Regions from separate parts of the Ovis aries genome. Here regions 2 and 3 are each linked to region 1. The links are chromatin contacts, called in public Hi-C maps. All regions are on one chromosome and are shown on one strand. The core of a region is the stretch at or near the end of the contact, and the rest is flanking DNA. Distances in the headings are between cores, read along the strand shown. Region 1 holds the start of ATOSB (atos homolog B). Region 2 overlaps RUSC2 (RUN and SH3 domain containing 2). Region 3 overlaps LOC101109422 (phospholipid-transporting ATPase FetA-like).

Region 1 (4,293 bases), core at 1,017-3,516:
AGCAAACCAATGCCCTTTCTCTTCATGCCCCACCCACTCAAACAAATGCCACAATCTTGAGGAAGCTGGAGTGAGTCCGCCCTAAGCCCGCCTCTCTGAGAGACAATCTGGGAAGCTGTGTTGCCATAGCAATCAGCTCCTCCTCAAAAGGCTTCAGCCTGCCCTTCTTTACCCCACCCTACCCCACGGCTTTGTCTGGCTTTGGCACCCCCTCCCTCCCCAGCCAGTCTCTCAGCCAGAGGAGACTGGCTTGGGGCCCCTTTCAGCAACACTGTCACTCTCATTCAGCCACGGTGTGGAAAGCAGGGCTTTCTCACCCTCTTGCAGCCTGCCCAGGGGCAAAAAGAAGTCTGGCGCTAAATCAAGTCGCCTCAGGGAATCAGAGACTAGGCCCTAGTCTGGTTCAGATAGTCAGATTCCAACCCAGGAGGGTGGGGAGCCATTCCCTGTCCCTCCCCCAGTGGAAACTGGAACCTCCCTTCCCAGTTCAGCCAACAATAGTGGCTGACCTCTCAAAGCATGCATCGCAGACCCTCAGTACTTCTGACCATTTCCCTCTCCCACAGAAGCCCAGAGTTTTTGAGGGAATTAGGGTTCCCTACCCAGGAGAAGGAAAAGTGTGCAGAAATCAGTTTGTGGCAAGTGGTAAAAAGGTATCTACCACTCACTTGGGGGGCTGTGGGGAGAGACCTTGGTAGCAGTGAGGGTGAGGTCTGGGCCTTGCTGCTGGTTACCTAGGTCTCTGGCCACTGAGTACAAAGTCTGGGGCAGGGCACAGCTCCTAGACAGGCAAGGACCAGGCCAGGCCCCAGGCGAGGAAGGAAGTGGGAAATGAGCACACCCAGAGCATAAGGGCAGGGCAAACTGGGGGAGGAGGGGAAAGACAGGGACTAAGGCAAGCTTCTAGGAGGAACAGGAACTACAGTGAGGGGTACCCAGAACCTAAGGGGGGAAGGGTCCCCAGGGACACCAGCTAAGGGAAAAATATCCCAGTCTCAGCCAGACAGATCCAAAGCTGACTGAGACAGTCACACAAGCTCTAGTAGCAAGTGGGGCCTGCATCCTCTCTGAGTGCTCAGGCCTGAAGGTGGAGTTAGGAGCTGAGGAGCCAGGAACACTGCAGACTGGCTTCTTCACCCGAGTAATCCCATCACCCTCATCCCTGAGACACTGTACAAAAACCTCTTCCTGGAGTCTCTACAAAGCCTCCAGACTTTCTCAAGGCACTAGGGGTTCTCCCCTCCTCATCTGGGGCCTGTAACCCCTTCCCCTCACACAGTGCCCACAGCCCCCACACCTTCTTCCTCCACACAGTCCCTCCCACACTCTGGACCACTAGCCGATCTCCATCACACAACGCCCCCTCCACTTTCCCCTAAAGCGCCTTCATATCCCCTCCCCCTCAAGTATCATCTCCAACCCTTCACTTCACCTCACCCCCTCACATTGTACTTCCCAGCCTCACAAAGCACTCCCGCCCTTCCCCCACAAGGGGTACCGGAGAAAGCACCTCTTAGCCCAGTGAGCCCCCCTCCTCCTCCTCCAGCTGTTTTACTCCATCCCCACCCCAGCATTTCTCCAGATCTTTTCCTTCCCTGACATGATCCTCCCGCTTCACGTCTACCCAAGCGCACCCCCGTACTTGTCCATTCTTCCACGCGCACCCGCCCCACACCTGTAGTTCCGCGAGTCCCGTTGCAACTGGGGAGGTAGTGGATTGGAGCAGTTACATAGCTGCCCTAGCTGCAGCCTCGGCCTGCAAACCTCGCCCCTTTGGTCCGAGCCCCGCCCCCGCAACGACACGACCCACCCTCTCCGTTGTCCCACCTCCCACCTTCCCCTGGCTCGTCCCCTTTCCTAGATTCTTTAATTCCTGGGGCTCCTCCCCTGTAATTCAGGTCCTGCCCCTTTCTGGCTCCTCCCCTTCTCGTCTTCTTGGCGTCTCCACAGAGAACCTCTGCTTGTCTTTCGTCCCACCCCGGTCCCCGCCCCATCCTTGATCCCCGCCCCCTTCTGGTCTTCGCCTTTCACTAGGATCCGCCCCCTCGGATTCCAGGCTGGCAGAACCGGTGCCAGGCTCGCTTCCACTGCTAGCCCCCTCCCATCTCGGAGCCTCTCCTCCCCCCGCCCCTTCTCTGGCTGGCCTCACCCCGGCGCTGGCGCTGCAGCCCGGAACCGCTGGTTTTGATTGGCGGCGGTGGCCCCAGTGGATGGCGGAGGAGACAAAGTGATGGCTGCAGGTCGCCTGAGGGCCCACCCCGGCCACGTGCGGCTTCTGTGATGACAGGTCTAAAGGGGCGGGGCCTCAGTCCGCAGTGTGCGGCCTGGGCTGACCGGATCCGGCCGGAGATGGGGAGCCAGAACCTGCGCCAAAGCGCTTGCTTGTGGGCGCCCGAACCAGGTTGGAGCCATCCCAGGCTTTCGAGCTGGTGTGAGCTGCCTGCGGAACTTGAGCCTCTTAGTGAAGGCATCTGGGTTAGCGCGCGTATTTGCCCTAATGGGGGAGATCTGTAGGGTTTGCAAAGTAGTGCAAAGAGCTTCAGAATTCTGTGAAAATGCGGGAATCTGGTTGGCCGGGGTCTCAAGTCTGTGAGGAAGAGCACTTTCTGTAGCCTACGGCGTGTAGGAGACAGGCAGTAAGAGTTAGGTCTATAGCTGTGGAGGTAGGTCGGCGAGAAGTCTGTGAATTTTATGAGCCAAAGTAGAGCCTTTGCTTTGTTCAGTCGACTGAACCTGTATGACTGTTACACACGTTCTGTAATTTAATTAGCGCTTGAGTCTTCAACTTCCCGGGAGCCCCACGAGTTCCCAAGATATGTCCAGGGGAGAGCGACGCTTACGAGCCACCGGTAGATGGCATCCCAGGTCCCTTGCAGAGCCGAGTGGCTCTGAGCCCAGAGCCTAGTGAGCTTCTCGATGGAGTCGGAGGTATTGATGGCTGTGTGATGGACTGGACCTGGTAAAGTTATCTCAAAGTCTCAGATTCTTTAGATCTCTGTGACTTTCTTTCTGTGAGTAGTTAAGAAGCGGCTTTACTAAACACCAATGGTGCGCTAGGCAAAATGAAAACAGAAAAAGAAAAAAATGTTCTGCTCTTACGGAACTGCTCAGATTGTCTTTCTAATACTTCTGTAATGCTCAGTTCAGTTCAGTTGCTCAGTCGTGTCCGACTCTTTGCGACCCGGTGAATCGCAGCACGCCAGGCCTCCCTGTCCATCACCAACTCCCGGAGTTCACTCAGACTCACATGCATTGAGTCGATGATGCCATCCAGCCATCTCATCCTCTGTCGTCCCCTTATAGAGGGTAAAATTGGAAGAGTTTTGTGTCATGGAAAAAGCTCAAATTTGAAGTCATTTGGTTTGGTAAGGACACTATACTAGCTGTATTGGGCAAATTACTTGATTACTAGCTAAATTTGGGTAAATTACTAGATTAAAAAAATAAATTTTTAAAAAGGTTTTTTATTATCGGGATCATTTTAAAAGTCTTCATTGAATTTGTTATAATATTGTTTTTGTTTTATGTTTTCGATGTTTTGGTGGGAGGCATCAGAATCTTAGCTCCCCACCAGGGATCCAACCCACACCCCTTGCATTGAAAGGCTAAGGGCAACCACTGGACCACCAGGAAAATCCCTAAAAATAAACTTTTCATTTTAGAATAATTTTAGATTTACAGAAAATTTGTGAAGATAGTACAGAAAGTTTCTGTGTACCCCACACTCAATTCTCTGCTTTGTTCTCCACAATTAATAATGTCTTACATTAGTATGGTACATGTGCTATAATTAATTAACCAATATTGATACATTATATATATCAATACATGTAAATATGTATTTAGGATACATCCTAAAGGAGATCAGTCCTAGGTGTCCATTGGAAGGACTGATGTTGAAACTGAAACTCCAATATTTTGGCCACGTGATGCGAAGAGCTGACTCATTTGAAAAGACCCTGATGCTGGGAAAGATTGAGGGCAGGAGGAGAAGGGGATGACAGAGGATTAGATGGTTGGATGGCATCACTGACTCAATGGACATGAGTTTTGGTAAACTCTGGGAGCTGGCAATGGACAGGGAGGCCTGGCGTACTGCAGTCCATGGGGTTACAAAGAATCTGACACAACTGAGCAGCTGAACTGAACTGATACATTATCATTAAAGTCCATACTTTATTCTGATTTCCTTAGTTTCTACCTAATGTCCCATCCAGAATAACACATTAGGTTTAGTTTTCATGTCTCCTTAAACTCCTCTTGGCGTTGATATTTTCTCAGACTTCCTTGTTC
Region 2 (4,293 bases), core at 964-3,463, 420 kb after region 1:
GCGACCCCATGGACGGCAGCCCACCAGGCTCCTCCATCCATGGGATTTTCCAGGCAAGAGTACTGGAGTGGGGTGCCATTGCCTTCTCCACTCAAAGGGGTTAAAACCCATAAATGGTGTTATACGTGCTGTTTGGGAGATGGCAGTATATCAGATGACTTCAGGCTCCTAAACACACATGGAGGAACTGCCCCAGAAATGCAAGAAGGTCTCTAGGGCAGAGGGGGCTCAGAAATGGCAGGGATTAGCCAGAGTCTTCTGAACCCACCCTCTTCTCAGACTGCAGTGCCTGCTGGGTATATCTGGGCCCAGACAGTACTTGGCTGGCACTCTGAGGACAAGGTCAGTCCTGATCAGATATGGGAGGAGAGGCTTTAAAAGTGTTTTTGCTATCAGATAAGACTTTTCATAATAATATAAGACTTTTGTTCCATAAATCTCCAGTGACCTATCATAGGGCTTTTCTTTTTGTTCTGCACAACTTTTTTGTTTTCAATCAAAAAATGATGAATTCATGAATGACAAAAGAAGTGAGATCTCTTTGAGATTCTGAGCAGCAGAATCTAGATTTTGAAAGGATTTTGTCTAGTCTGGAAAAAAACGTTTTGTTCTTTCAAGGACCAATATGAACTTTGATATGTAAGTGTTCTTCTTGATTTGGGATATTTATTAATAATTGATTGCAAACTCAGAATGAGTCAGCAGTTAGGAAGGTATTCTAAAAAGTTAAAATGGCTGGATTCATTTGTAGACTCCAGAAGGGAGGAGTTGATAGTCCCCTCCGCTCCTGTGAACCTTAGGGCCCACCTGGGCTTCTGGGCGCTCCATTTTAAGAGGGCACTGAGGGACTGGGGCTCTGTTGCCTGCAACATGGACTTGAGTGAATTCGATCTCTATCTCCAGTGTTTCTAAGGGCTGTCTCAAAGAACAGGAGAAACCTTGTCCCCTGTACTCCCAGAGGGTAGAAATAACACCCGCTCCCCACTGGAGTCACCCCTCCCCCTTCCCCAGTCTTCCTCCTCTGCCTCAAACCTACCCTGAGAACTCAGCAGGGAGGATTTTTAAAAGAGTAGGAATAGACTAATTCAAACGTACTCCGTATAGCATGTACAGTAAGGCTGAGGTTGGGAGGGCCTAATCTGACAGCCAGGGTCAGCTCAGGCTTGAAATTTGATATTTAAATAAGTGGAGAGGATGAAGGCATTCCCAGCCAGAAAAGCAATGGGAAAGGGGTGGTGGGAAGAGCCGTGTCAATGGGGAGGGTAGCGCATTTGCCACAGGTGTGGCCACCAACTTGCCTGAGATTAGACTTTGTTCTATGGGCTGCAGAGCCACAGGAAATAGAACTGGTGTTCTAGGAAGTGAGCTGGTCCGTGTAAGATTTGGATGCAGCGAGACCATACTGAACCAAGGGTGACAGTGAGGATTCATTCATGTCTTTTATTCAGTACCTACCTTATACCAAGGTCTATTCTAGGCACTGGAGATACAGCAGGGAACAATTTAAAAATCCCTGCTTTTCCAGAACCCTAATAGGGAGTAATGGACAATAAACAAATAAGATAATTTCTGACAGTGAGAAATGGCTAAAAAGGAAATACAACAGGGTGTTGAGAGCATGACTTGCCCGAGGCACTGGGGCAATCAGAGAAGGTCTTGAGGAGAAGGTGGTGCTTGAGTTGATGCCTAGCTGATTTCAGGCAGAAGGAACACAAGACCCCAAGATGTTAATGAGCTTGACATGTTTAAGGACCAAAGAAGGTATGACTGGAGCATAGTGAGCAAGGGAGATTGACAAGGGCTGTTCGCTAAGCCCTGACTGGGACTGGCAGGAGAGTATAGTCTGAAAATGTCTCCTGAGAGTGGTTCTGAAACACCTGCCTTATGGGGTTGTGGTCCCCATCCCCTTAAGACTCGCCGAAGTAAATAAATGCGGAAAGACAAGGAGCAGGAAAACCCAGCCTGATACCATTTCCTGTGTGGTGCGATGTGGCAGAGAGAACATTAGTCCCAAAGCCAAACTCTGACTTAGGCAGAATTCTAGCTGTGTCACTTCCTAGTTGTGTGACCTTGGGCAAACGACTTAATCTCTAAATTTCCAATACCCAGGTCTTATAACAATGGATACTAATTCCTGCTTCAGAGCTGTTGAACCCAGGGTGCGAGTGAGCCACACCCAGGGTTTCAGGTGATTGGGTGGTTATAGCGCCACCTTGTGTTTATTCGGGTGTTGACAGTGCGCGGTGTTTAATTAGAAGCACAGCCCATACGCAAAGACTTTGCCTCTGTGCGGTGTTGTGGAGTGTTCTGTTTAGTTCTGAGACACATGTTTTGTGGGACACGGACTAGAAGATTGGCTGAAAGAACAGGAGAGGACCAACCTTGGGAAACACGCCTCTGTGTGGAGGGAGCAGATACGGACTCTGGGGTTCCAATGCTAGGATCAGTGAAAGAGTATGACTGGGGTAGATTGGGTGACAGGAAGCTGATTCTGGCAGCAAGTAAAGAAATATTTTATTATGGTTAGATCTGATCAAGAATGAAATATGTGGGCTGTAGTTGAGGAGGGGATGATGGGTGAAAGCTTGAAGTAAATTGACATCTTGACACTGAAAGTATGTGACTGACTCCAGGCCTTTAGACCTTAGATACAGAGGAGGAAACAGTGACCCACTCCAGTATTCTTGCCTGGAGAATCCCAATGGACAGAGGAGCCTGGCGGGCTACAGTCCTTGGGGGTCGCAAAGACTCGGACGTGACTAAGTGACTGACGCTTTCACTTTCACAAAGAAAATGGTGGTTCTGTCATTGGCATAAATGGAAATCATCAGGAGAATGAATGAGGTATTTTAAATAGCAAATTTTAATTGGAAACAGAAACCTAAAGCAGAATGATCTAGAGATAAGAGAAAGGTTGAGGCTAAAGCCATGGGTTCAGAAGTCACCTATATGACTGTCTGAATAGAACAATGCAGGGAAGAAAGTGTAAAGGCAAATATAAGAAATGAGCCTTAAGATGCACCCACATCTGAAGTCAAGAAAAAGAAGAGAGGGCTGAACAGCCAAGAGACAAGTCAATGTTATGAAAACACCAGGAGAAGATGGGAGAAGCAGTGGCACATTCCACAGTCAATTACCCCTACCCTACTCAGCTCCTCCAGCCCAGGTCCTGCCCCTCTCTTACTCTCCCTGGTGAGCATCATCTCCTGACTGCTTCTTTGCTTCCTCTCATGTGATTTCAGTGTTTGATTCCTTCTCCATCCCTGTTGCCACAGGGGGTGGTGCTGAGAGCCGACCGGTCCTTCGCTACAGCAAGGAGCAGAGGCCAACCACGCTGCCCATCCAGCCGTTCGTGTTCCAGCACCACTTCCCCAAGCAGCTGGCCAAGGCCCGGGCCCTGCACAGCCTTTCCCAGCTCTACAGCCTCTCGGGCTGCAACCGTGCACCGCAGCCTGCCCCCGCAGCTGCCCCCGCTGCTCAAGGCCCAGGCCCAGCTCCTTCAGGGGAGCCACAGGTGCCCACCCACAGGGGTGCCAGGAAAGCCAGGCCTGAGCCAGAGACCTCGCGGCCGTCGCCCCTGGGCAGCTACTCCCCCATCCGGAGTACTGGCCCCTTTGGGCCCAGCACCGACTCTTCGGCCTCCACTTCGTGCTCCCCTCTCCCAGAGCAGGCCACAGCCACAGAAAGCCCACCTCCATGGGGCCTTTCCTGTCCTCCTGCTGTCCGGCCTGCCGTCTCCCAGCAGCCGCAGAAGGAGGATCCGAAGATACTGACCTTGGCTGAGTACCGGCTCCATGGGACAGGAAGTTTGCCTCCTCTGGGCTCCTGGAGATCTAGCCTCAGCCGAGCGGAGAGCCTGGTCCGGGGAGGTGGCGAGGGCAGCATGGCTTCCAGGCCCAGTAATGGTATGAAGCTCACTGCCCATCCCCCTTTCCTACCCTAGGCAGTCTACCTCCCCTTTGAATGATTTCCTGTACTCCACATGGGGTCACAGGTTACAGTTTGCCCATCTGTAGCTAATATCCCAACCCTGGGTTTTATACAGGCCCACTGGGTGGGTATGAAATGCTGTCTTTTAACTATTTCCTGTCTCTTCTGCTAATCTCTCCTGATTTCAGCCAACCATCTATCCCCTCAAGCACTCAAGTGGCGAGAATACAGGAGGAAGAACCCTCTAGGACCCCCTGGTTTGTCAGGGAGCCTAGACCGAAGGCCACAGGATGCTCGGCTGGCCCGAAGGAACCCCATCTTTGAGTTCCCCGGCTCCCTCGGTGCTGCTGGCCATCTGAACTG
Region 3 (4,293 bases), core at 688-3,187, 350 kb after region 1:
CATACTAAAGACACTAGCATATATGCCAGCCTCAGTTTCAACACTAGGAAGTATTCTTGCTCTCTTTCTCCAGTTTCTAGAACTTCTTTAACTTTTAGGGCCTCAGAGGTTTTAGTTTTTCTGTTAAGCAGTGTAATAGGTATGTACCAGAAGATCAAAGCATTTAATCTATACTACCACAGGTCAATTAAAACTTTTAGAAATTTAGGTCTTATCTTCCATCAAGCATAAAAGTGAAAGTGTTAGTTGCTCGACGTGTCTGACTCTATGCAACCCCATGACCTGTAGCCCACTAGGCTCCTCTGTCCATGGAATTCTGTAAGCAAGAATACTGGAGTGCATAGCCATTCCCTTCTCCAGGGAATCTTCCTGACCCAGGGATTGAACCCGAGTCTCCCTTGCTTTATCCAGAAAAAGACACCTTAAGCTTCCTGAAGAACTAATTTCTTACTAACAAAGTATGTCCATCACTGTTCTCCCAACAGTTGAAGTTTAGCTCCTTAGATAAACTTAGATAAATAAACAATGTGTTAGGCTGATATCCATCCTGAATCTTTAAGTGGCCTCAGGAGATAACAAGAAATTTTTTACCTGAGGATCTTGGCAGTAGGGGAGAGCCCAGATGGCTATAGTAAGTACGAAGACCATCAAGGACAGACTTCTACAATAATGCTAGCCATACCTGGTAATCTCGAGGGGCAGCATCCAAAACAAAGTGTGAATGAAGGGGCTGTTTTCTGACTTGTGGGGGAAGGGAAATCCACTAAGGAGAAAAGACTCCATTAAGTAAATACCGCTTCAGCTGGGCCTACCAGTGTTTTTCAGGTGTAAAATAAGAGGTACATGAAACGCGATCTCAGCCTGAATCGCACACTTCCCAGGCAGGGAGCCCAGAGAGCAAGCTCTTAGGCTGAGAATTTCCCGGGGTTCCTTTGCAGCTGCCCACATTGGGGTCGGCATCAGTGGCCAGGAGGGGATGCAGGCCATGCTCAGCAGCGACTACGCCTTCTCCCAGTTTCGCTATCTTCAGCGTCTGCTCCTGGTTCATGGCCGCTGGTCCTATAATCGCATGTGCAAGTTTCTAAGCTACTTCTTTTACAAAAACTTTGCCTTCACGCTGGTGCACGTCTGGTATGCCTTCTACAGCGGGTTCTCTGCACAGGTAAGTGCTCAAATGGCATTCTCTACTCTGTTCAAGTGGGTCTTCTCTAATCTTCCTCCACTTCAGCCAGTTCAGACCCTTTTTCACTTCTAGAGACCTGTGTATGACGTGGCACCATCCATCCTTTCTACTCCTCACCCATGATGATCCCATCTCCTAATCCTGCACTTAACCTTAGACTTCTAAACTCTGTCCTGGCTCTGACTCAGCCTTGACTTCTACCCACAGAACTCTCCCAGAAGATATTTTCATCTTTCCCATGACATAGAGACCTAGAATTTCCAAACATATGTAATGGAGATGGGGGTGGTGGGGGTGAGATTCCTGGATCTGAGAGTTTTTTAGGATCCAGAATAATCTTTATGGAACAGGCTAAGCCTCAGGAGGCCTTTGGGTCTTGCCAGACGGGCCAGTTCTGGCATTTACCTGTAGCCACACTTGGAAACACAGCTTCTCTTTACTTCTCCTTCCTCACCCAGACATACCACCCTGCCAAACACTGCTGTTGCTCTAATGAGTGTGAAATCTCCACAGAAGTGGGGAGAAGCAACCCTTGGATGTTGATGTTCTATGAGAATTCCCTTTTTCCTATAATTAGTTTCTCAGGATTCCCAAAGAGAAACAACCTCTGGAACGATCATCTTGGGAGATCCCTATTACCTTTGTGACCTTAGGCTCCAGGAAAACAGACCAGTCAGCAGACAATAGTGAGCTTGTCTGCCCCTAGTGTCTAGTAACACCAGTCTGGCTTGTGGGAGGTGTATGTATATGTACATGTTACTGCTGACCTCTTGTGGCTAGGAAAGAAAGTAGCCTACTGTAGGCTCATGGGTCTGTTCTGCTTGCCAGTGTTAGAAGGTGTCCAGGGTTATAGGAGCTACTGAATGCCGTAAAGCAGATAAAGAACACAGAGGCTTACATGCCTGGGAGTGCAGGGGTACACTCAGCGTTCCCTAGCAGCCACTCTGGGTCCTTTCCATGCAGAGAGGAGCAGTACAGGTCATGGTAGAGTTGGTCTAAATCAGCCTCATCAGATTGGCCAAACAAGTGTAATGTGGCCTTGCCCCAGCCTAGGGCCCAGGGACCAGAGTCTGCAGTCAGCTTTCTCAGTCAGATTTCAGAAATCCAAACCATGTTCTAGGTTATCACGGTGGTGGGCAGGTGGAGGGCAGAAGGGGTTCTCTTAAAGCTGAGAGGTAGTGCTGAGACTTTGGAAAAGAGAAACCTCCTAAGAAATCTCCTTGGTGTTCTTCCAGACGGTTTATGATACCTGGTTTATCACTTTCTACAACCTGATCTACACCTCCCTCCCTGTCCTGGGCTTGAGTCTGTTTGATCAGGTAAGCAACAAACCTCTTAGTCAAGGCTGAAGCCCCTGGCCCCTTGAAGAATATTCCCTGGAATGAAGAGGACAGCAGCAGCCAAGAGATAGGCTCCAAAGTCAAATGTAAATAGAATCATTTATAGGGCAAGGGAGGGAGCTCACCACCTAGAGAGGTATCGTTGGACAAAGTAAAGTATCCTCTGCCACAGAGAATAATCATCGGCTGTGGAAACCCAAATTCTCCTGTGTCAAGTTTTTCTTCATAGAGAGAAACACAGACATTGTGCTGTGCAGTAAATGGAGTCTGTACAAAAGTGGAAGGAAATAGTCGTTGGGGCAGGACTAGGTAAATCAAGGAGCTCCAGAAAGGATAGACCCATAAAGAGATAATGGGATAAGCCAGTGCAGTGAGGCCTAGGCGAGAATCCTCAAGGCCAAGCTTGGAGTATGGGTATGATTCCTCAAATCGTAGGGAGTCAGCCTGGGGGGTACTGCCTAGTCCTCTTGGAAATTTCCCTGGGCATCGAGGGTCCTGGTGCCCTACCCCTCCCTCTTCTACCCAACCTCCAGTCCTGGGTACCTGGAACAAAAAGGGAGCCTCCAAAGAGAAATAAAGTGGCTGAAAGAGGACATCATGGGATCATGGTTCCTGGTTTCCATCAGGGTAGGAAGGAAACTCTCCGTGAAGTAGCTGCCAGCCTCAGAGCAGCAAGACGATGAGTTCTGTCATTCAGCAGTCCCGTATAGCTTCAGTGATCTAAATCTAGGGATCCACAACCTCTCAAAACAAGCCTCAATCCTTGTTACCCAGAGTTTTAGATTTAGGAGATGAAGATGGTCCCATGTCATCCTCATAGACAATTCCCTCAGCTGAGTTCCCCAGTGGCTATGGGAATGGGAGGAGCATCACAGAACAGAAATACCTCTAACGGGCTGACTGAATGCCACTGGCCTCCTCTTGCCTCCCACTGGCTTTTGACAGAATGCTCAGCCAAAGGAGCACTTACAACTAGGGACTCATGTCCCAGGTACCTCCCCACCCAAGCTCCAGTCCTTCCTTCCCTCTACTCCCAATCCTAACTGCCCCCTTTCTTAACTCCCCATCTTGACCTTCTAGCTTTCTTCCACCGTGTATATCCCTGCCTAGAGAGTAGGGCTTTAGAAAGGTTCTGGTCACTGCTCTGTTCTCTGGTTCCACATCTCAAGTAATCCATGAGGAATCTCCTAGGCAGCCAAACAGCAAACTCAGTGAGGGGAGAAGCCTCTACTCTGCTGGAGATGGGACCTTTGGAGAGACCCTGAGCCTTCCTCCTTACCCTCTGGTGCTTCCAGGACGTGAATGAAACATGGAGCCTACGCTTCCCAGAGCTGTATGAGCCAGGCCAGCATAACCTGTATTTCAACAAGAAGGAATTTGTGAAGTGTTTGTTGCATGGGATCTACAGTTCCTTTGTGCTGTTCTTTATCCCTATGGGGACTGTTTACAATTCAGTGCGCCAAGATGGGAAGGAGATCTCCGACTACCAGTCCTTCTCCCTGATAGTGCAGACCTCCTTGCTCTGTGTGGTCACAATGCAGGTGTGGCCGGTGGTGGGGTAAGGGGATTGCGTGGGGAGCCTGTCTGGAAGAGAGGAAGGGAAGGAGGGAGGGAAGGCAGGAAGGGAGTGTCCCCTTTTATGAAATGGGAGAAGGGAGGTGACTGATAGATCCTGAGTTGTAGACTAATGTACATAAGACGGTGCTTTTCAGATTTCCCTGGAGACAACCTACTGGACGATGATTAGCCATGTCTTCACCTGGGGTAGCC

Evidence for each region. Hi-C and Micro-C count contacts between places; a contact is called where the count stands out from the background.
Region 2: a contact with region 1 is called in a Hi-C map of hypothalamus, with 4 times the contacts expected there. The contact joins the enhancer-like site here to the promoter of ATOSB in region 1. A contact is called at or near these places in 5 of 16 Hi-C or Micro-C datasets (blood, hypothalamus, liver and 2 more).
Region 3: a Hi-C map of hypothalamus shows a contact between it and region 1, with 6 times the contacts expected there. The contact joins the enhancer-like site here to the promoter of ATOSB in region 1. A contact is called at or near these places in 9 of 16 Hi-C or Micro-C datasets (hypothalamus, liver, mixed tissues and 5 more).

What each region holds. Positions count from the first base shown.
Region 1 is chr2:53,360,009-53,364,301 of ARS-UI_Ramb_v3.0, reverse strand. It overlaps ATOSB (atos homolog B), which reads right to left and starts at 2,266. Exons shown (of 9, transcript XM_027964453.3): 1 at 2,150-2,266.
Region 2 is chr2:52,935,906-52,940,198 of ARS-UI_Ramb_v3.0, reverse strand. It overlaps RUSC2 (RUN and SH3 domain containing 2), which reads left to right. Exons shown (of 14, transcript XM_060409249.1): 5 at 3,243-3,905; 6 at 4,119-4,293. Among named protein-coding and RNA genes, the nearest start is that of CIMIP2B, 17 kb to the right of the region's middle. Within about 2 kb of position 2,213, at least 14 of the 54 cell types and tissues checked have an H3K27ac peak or open chromatin away from gene starts, as enhancers often do. A contact at or near this core is called in hypothalamus and liver, where this site is marked.
Region 3 is chr2:53,009,240-53,013,532 of ARS-UI_Ramb_v3.0, reverse strand. LOC101109422 (phospholipid-transporting ATPase FetA-like) reads left to right here. Exons shown (of 28, transcript XM_060409312.1): 23 at 939-1,162; 24 at 2,419-2,502; 25 at 3,819-4,064; 26 at 4,236-4,293. Among named protein-coding and RNA genes, the nearest start is that of RUSC2, 17 kb to the right of the region's middle. Within about 2 kb of position 1,937, at least 10 of the 54 cell types and tissues checked have an H3K27ac peak or open chromatin away from gene starts, as enhancers often do. A contact at or near this core is called in hypothalamus, where this site is marked.